Linked DNA regions of Mus musculus: region 2 is linked to region 1. The links are chromatin contacts, called in public Hi-C maps. All regions are on one chromosome and are shown on one strand. The core of a region is the stretch at or near the end of the contact, and the rest is flanking DNA. Distances in the headings are between cores, read along the strand shown. Region 1 has its middle 15 kb from the start of D430019H16Rik. Region 2 overlaps Bdkrb2 (bradykinin receptor, beta 2).

What was found. Hi-C and Micro-C count contacts between places; a contact is called where the count stands out from the background.
Region 2: a contact with region 1 is called in a Hi-C map of cortical neurons, with 2.2 times the contacts expected there. The contact joins two enhancer-like sites. A contact is called at or near these places in 13 of 484 Hi-C or Micro-C datasets (Sertoli cells, cerebellum, cerebral cortex and 7 more) and 2 of 115 datasets of contacts at active chromatin or transcription factors (astrocytes and embryonic forebrain).

The regions. Positions count from the first base shown.
Region 1 is chr12:105,436,677-105,440,040 of GRCm38.p6, reverse strand. No RefSeq gene overlaps it. Among named protein-coding and RNA genes, the nearest start is that of D430019H16Rik, 15 kb to the left of the region's middle. Within about 2 kb of position 1,685, at least 16 of the 459 cell types and tissues checked have an H3K27ac peak or open chromatin away from gene starts, as enhancers often do. A contact at or near this core is called in cortical neurons, where this site is marked.
Region 2 is chr12:105,570,244-105,573,607 of GRCm38.p6, reverse strand. All of the region lies in intron 1 of Bdkrb2 (bradykinin receptor, beta 2), which reads right to left. Among named protein-coding and RNA genes, the nearest start is that of Bdkrb2, 8.8 kb to the right of the region's middle. Within about 2 kb of position 1,742, at least 6 of the 459 cell types and tissues checked have an H3K27ac peak or open chromatin away from gene starts, as enhancers often do. A contact at or near this core is called in cortical neurons, where this site is marked.

The DNA.
Region 1 (3,364 bases), core at 436-2,935:
CCTTTTGGGATTCGATGGCACCTTTACTTCAGATGGCTCTGAGGTTTGGAATGTGTCACTGGCTAAGGTTTATTCCCCTCCGCCTCCCCACTGGAGTTTTGCTTCCCAGCAAGTGTTTCTTAGAGAGTTCCTCGGATGCTCCATGCTGTGAGGGCCAGAGAATTCACTTCCCGCAGCAGAGTCCCACAGTGTTACCGTGTACTCCTCAGCCAGTCAGTCACACCAGGGTCCTGTGGGCTGGGCCCATTCCATTATCAATGGCGAGCTGATTACAGTGCCTGTGTCCCAGGCTTCTGCATGGCAAAGCTGCCCTTTTCCCTTTAACCAGACACCTCAGACTAGAGAATGTAAACACTAGAAGTTTCTCATAATTCAAGATCCAGGTATGGCTGAGGTCTGCTGCGGGCTCAGTCTGTGGGTTACAGATGCCCACCTTCTCTCTGTGTTCCTACATGGCTGAAAGAGAGAGACAGCCCGCTTCCTGATGTCGTCTCTTACAAGGAGTCATGAATCCCATCTTTCAGCTCAGCCCCCATGACCTCACTGAAACATGCTCAGAAAGGTTCCATTGCCAGACACCCTCACACTAGGGGTTGGGCTTCCCCACAAGCCTCAGAGGGCTGCATGCTTCAGTGAATAACTGCTGTACTATTCTGGTTGGCTTTGGCTTTAAAAGCCCCATTAACTGAGTTGGTGCCAACATTGCTTGCTATACTCTCATATTAAGCAAGGTTTCCCAGAGGAACCAAACCAACTGACTGCTTCTATCACAAAAGCACAGTCACTGAACAGCTTACCAGCGGCGTCCAACTTCATGAATGACACTGTGACATGACATCAACTTCTACAAAATTCAAACTCTAGAACACACAATTGAGACATAAAAAAAAATACCTTGTCCTGTCTTAGGTATGTTTACAATTTGATGTTCGCCCAAATCATTGTGCTTGAGGGACTGAGAAACTTGTGTCTGCCCAGTGCATGAAGCTGAAGCCCCAGCTATTTAAGTCTGGTATTGAAGGCCTCAGAAGATCCCTGGAGAGTTTCTGGTCCAATGAAGTTGGAGTTTAATGTCAATGAAGTGTGGTAGTGGTAGGCAGCAACAGCACTGGCAGATGCATTTACCAGCAAGAAGCAGAGGCAAGCAGGCAAACACCAATGCTCCTTCCTCAGGATTCACTGTATCTGAGCCACTTGTGGGAAGGCAAAGCTCACACTGCGGGGCTGACCATCAGAGATCCATCATCTTTTTAGTTTGCTTAGGTCTTTAGAAGGTTGTAAGTCTACACTGTTTTTCTTGGCCTAGGGAAACCTTGGTTTTTGTTTTGGAATTGATGTTTATGAAACAAGCTCTAGCCATTGTCGGCACTGAGCCTGGGGCCAGGCAGGCTTTGACCTTCTTTCCCGTGGGGCTGGGTATGGAATGTGGGTCTTCCTGCTGCTAGGCAAGCGCTCTGCTTCTGAGCTACACCTCCCAGCTCTGGGTGACTGTCTGAAACTGACAGGCTTCTCTGGCAGCCCAGGGACTTTGGGGGATCTTTTGGTGTCTCATCTGTGAGATGAAAACCCTAGCTTTCCAGCCAGTCTTTGTGACATTTTATTTTTAGCTTTGCTGCAATCTGTTCATAGAAGCCTGGAGGATAAAACAGACACGACAGAGGTGGTGTTTGAGAAATTAATTGGTTTGTTACTCCGTTGGCTGCTGAGAACGGTTTAACAAGACTGAGCAGGGATATGCCCCACCCTTCAGACCAAGTGGCTGCAAAGCCAGGCCTTTAGTTGTAAGTTGCAGGGTTTGTTTAGTAATTTGTATTTATGATGAGCTAATTTTTTTCTTCCATCTAGGAGCTGTTTAGAGCTAGGGAGAGTTTGCCCAGGAAAGTGTTTGCCACACAGACATGAGGATCTGAGTTCAAGGTCCAGCTTTTCTCATCTGTAAAGCAGTCATGAGGATGCTGTGCCTCCGGATGATTGGGAGGGTTAAAAGGCAGTTGAGCACAGCGGTACAGAGCTGTAATTCCAGCTTCCTGGGTCACTAAGGAAGGATTCAAATTCCAGGCCAGCCCAGGCAATTTAGTAAGATGTCACAGCAAAATAAAGTGAAAAGGGACTGGGAGAGGCAGCTCAGTGGTGGAGTGCTTTGTTAGCACGTTTAAGGCCTGGACTCAACCCTCAAAACACACGCATTCACACACACACACACACACACACACACACACACACACACACACACACACACACGCACGCACACATGCAAACACACACACCACATGAGATGATTAAAGGAGAATTCCTGCCTAAGAACTGACAGAGAACATATCCTGTAAACAAGTTATTGGGTGTTTTGTTTTGTTTTGTTTTGTTTTGTTTTGTTTGTTTTTGTTAATAGTTGTGCCTGTGGCAGTTAGAGTGTAAGGGACTACTCCAGCAGAGATGTCTGGCAGGCAGACTGGAGCAGTTCTAGAACTCAGAGGGAGTCCTGACTGGAACAGAGATGTGGGCGTCGTCAGGCTACAGCTGTCATATGACTTCAGAACACGCAAACGGACCGGTCTTAGCCTGAATGATCAGAGGCACTCTCTATTCCCCACTCAGGCCTCTCAGCCCACGACAAAGCGCCTGCTACTAAGCACTCCACAGTGAGCACGCTCTCTTGACCTCATTCCCTGTGGATGTGGTAAGTCCTCCCCAGTGTCAAGACTGTGTGACATCCAGCAAACAAGAATATATGGCATTTATTCTGTAGGAATAATGGAGGGATAACTGTAAGAGACCATGACTCTTACCCATTTCCTGATTTCTAGACACATGTGTGTACACACACACATACATACACCAGACTCCCTCACATACACACACTCTATCACAACACTCCCTCCCACACTCTCTCTCACACACTCCCTCACATACACATACACACACTCACACACACCACGCTATTTCTCTCTCTCACACACACACACCACATTCACACACCCTCACACACACATACACATACACACACTACACTCTCTCTTACATGCACAAATCACATACACACACTCTCACTCACACAAACTTTCTCATACACACACTCTTCTCACAACTCTCTCTCACACACACAAACACTCTCACACACACTCCCTCGCTCACAACTGTGTCACACACACACTCACACACTCACACAAATAGACATGGATTATTCAGTTCTCTCTGCGCTTGACACTAGGTGTGATGTGACAGATGTTTAACGTTCTTACCTTTCCCACAAGGACAGGCTGTAACCTGAAGCGTAAGCTGAAATAAGTCCTTTTACCACCTAAACTTCTTTTTGCTGACAAATTTTATCACAGAAACGACATGAAACTAGAGCCCAGCTAACTGG
Region 2 (3,364 bases), core at 493-2,992, 130 kb before region 1:
ATGCTGTAACCTCCGTGCTGGGGAAGGGCAGAGAAAGGCAGCTCCTGGGAGCCCGATGGCTGCTCAGTTTAACTAAAAGTTGGGCTACAGGTTTGGTAAGAGAGTGGGTCTCAAAAGCTACGGCAGGAAGCGATAAAGGAAGACACCAACATTGACTTCTGACTTCCACAAAGGCATGCACAGACCGGCACACTTATGCCAACCCACGAGGCTTTTGCAATAATAACAAGCCTTGTGTTTTCTCCTTTAAAAAACAAAATAGAGAGTGAATTATGGTTAGTTTGTAGAAGAAAGAGAGCTGGCCAGGCCTTGCTTTAACATGAAATGTTGAACTGTTTCTCTCGTGATTCTCTGGCTGCCTAACTACCACAGGTGAGTCAGAGGGCTTCTGATGATCTGGGAAGAAACAGGTCATTTGGAAAGACCTCAGAGATGGGATTCCTCCCTACCATGCCGCAAAACCCTCCAGGAATCGTGGAATCCAATCTGTCTCCTTGATTTGGCCCCAGGAGATGGGCAGAAGTGGGTCCTTCCACAGTGTTCTCATGGTTGGGTCACCCTTGAGTGGCCTTTTCATGATGCTGAGTCCGCTAAGCACATTCCACATGAACAAGTCTCCCTGCTAACCTTCCTCACCTGCTGTGCTCAACTGAGTCTGTCTGCCAAGATTCTGGGGTTGGAGACTTGGTCCCCAAGGCAGTAGTGTTGGGAGGTGGTGGTAAGGGACCTTTAAGAGGTAGGGCTTAACAGGGAGGCTTTTAAGTCATTGGAGGCGTGGCCTCAGAAGGGATACATTTCTGTCCCTGCCAATCACAATATTGACAGACAAGGGGAGGGGCTTCAAGGGCCAACTTTTAGCAACACAAACTGTGAGTTAATTAAGCTCTTTTCTTTTTCTCTCCTACTCTCCTCCTGCCCCCATCCCTCTCTCTTTCCTGCCTCAGCCTCCCTAGTGCTGGGATTCCAAATACTTTCAACCACACCTGTAACCGCCCCTTTATATACAAAGTTATCTGCCTCGGCACTTTGTAACAGCAGAGGGAACTGAATGAGCCCAGAATCACAGCCCATTTCTCTCCTATATAAGGACTCTGCTCTGTTGGAATCTGACACGCTCATTTCTGCGGAGTCTGATTCTTCTTGCAGTGTGGGAAACTCTGCAAAGAGTAAAGAAAGCCCAAGGCAGCTAGTGGGGCCCTACTCGCAGCTTCCAAGCTGGTGTTAACCTATCCTTTTTCTTTGCAATGCAAAAATGTATCTGGAGTCTCAACTATTCTCACAACCTACAATAGAGCAGGCTTCATTTTTTTTTTCTCAGCTGCAGAGGGTTTGGGGGAGCTGGCACTCACTGTACTCCAGGTTTGAGGGGCCTTTCCCTCACCTGCCCCCTAAGCACCCCCCAAACTCTGGTGCACCTGGTATGCATTCTGAGTACACACTGGCAGGATGGAGGCATGCTGATTGGCATTCAAATCCCAGCCCCGCCATTTGCCTATGCTGTAACCAGCTTTCTGAGCCTGAGTCCCTGCCTGCAGGCTAACGAGCTGTACTGTTGGTGTGAGGGTACCTTGGCGATCTGGCATGCTCACCCCTGTCACTCATCAATGCCAGCACCCTTGCCAGACTCACAGTTGCTTTCTCTTCCCCCCCTAACTGAAGGATGAATCTGAGCAGTCAGGAGCCCAGATGTCTCTACTTCCATCCTCTTAGTCACAGTTACCAAAGGGATTCTGAGAAAGAATTGCCTAGGCCACTTGTGAGGGAAGCCTTTTCTCGGCTGGCACTTATCTTCAGGCTGAACACGTGTCCATTGCTGGGAAGTTCTAGGCTGCAGAGGGTGGTGATAGGCAAGTCACACCAGGTCTCGATGGCTCTGGGATTCCTCCCTCTGTGGAGAAGTGCCTAGCTCCTCAGGGGCTCAGGGTCTGCCACCCTTAACCAGCCTGTGCTCTCCCCTCCACCCCCTCAAGGCCCCAGTAGCTAACCAGTTGTCTGTCTGGGGAGACCAACTGACACAAGAGCCAGGTGAGGTTCAAATGCCCCTTCAGCTACTATGTCACCTTACAGACTGTCTGTCAGAATCAGGTGGGGACACATCACCTAGAGAGCAGGTTTATTTGAATGAGTAGCAGTGTCAGGTTTGGGTGGAGATGGTCCCTGGGGCCGGGATAGGGCTTAAACATAATTCCATACGTGCTGTGTGGCATACCAGCCCATATCATATCCTTTCCCCAATTTTGGCTTACTTGCTGCTTCACAGGGTATGGGACTTGAACTTGAAGCCTGCACAATCTCTCTGGCTCCTCTGGGTAGAGGTCTCTGATCCGGGGATTCTAGAGTAGGCTCAACTAGTGGTTAAAGGCTTATTGTATCTTGCTAGGTCATGTTAGGTACATATTCCCACAAGGCATGCATGCTTTTTTTCTTTTTTTTCCTCTTTCTCTCTTCCTCTCTTTCTTCCTTCCTCCCTTTCTTCCTTCCTCTCTTCCTTCCTCTCTTCCTTCCTTTCTTTCTTTCTTTCTTTCTTTCTTTCTTTCTTTCTTTCTTTCTTAAGAGGGGGAATAGAAGAGGGGTTGATCTAGGGGGAGGAGAGGGAAGGCTGGAGTGGGGGTGGGGGACTGGGAGGATGTAACATATAAGAAAAGAACAAAAGTTGAGAGAGAGAGAGAGAGAGAGAGAGAGAGATTATAGGGAATAAACCAACTTCCCAAATCCTGGGCACAGAGCAGGCTGCCCTGTTCTGTCCGCCCAACCACAGTCCCCCTGCGGATCCCTACAGACGAGAAAGCAGAAGCCCAGAGAAGTCAGGGTCCACAGGGGCAGAACTTAACCCCAGACTGCTGGACAAGACCCATTGGTCCTGATTTCTAAACACTGCTCAAATAATCAGCACAGCTGTGAGCCTAGAGGAACTCTAGCCGAGAACTGAGCTAGAGACATGTGACATTCAGGTGAGGGAGGGAGGGAGGCACTTTCCTCTCCCAGCATGCCTTTCTGGAGTCAAGGAGCCTTCTGTCTAAGACAGTGATCTCCTGGGGCCAGATGGGAAGAGACCCCTAACTGAGTAACTCCTACATCTCCAATGCAGTCTCAGGCAAGGCTGGGGGGCATGGCTGACACCCAACTTCGCCTACAGACTACTCCTAACCACCCAGCAACTGACTTGTTTCCTTCTCTAGCCCTCTCTTCAGAGGGAGGATAAGAGAAGGGACTGACAGGAATGTTAACAAGCACATGTCACATGAGGATGCATGACAATGCTGTAGTGAAACCCTTGCACAGACAGAATGCACACCACAAAGAAAGAGCCAGCTTCTCCTTAAATAGCTTGTTTTTTTGCCTTTTTTTTATTATGTATTTTCTT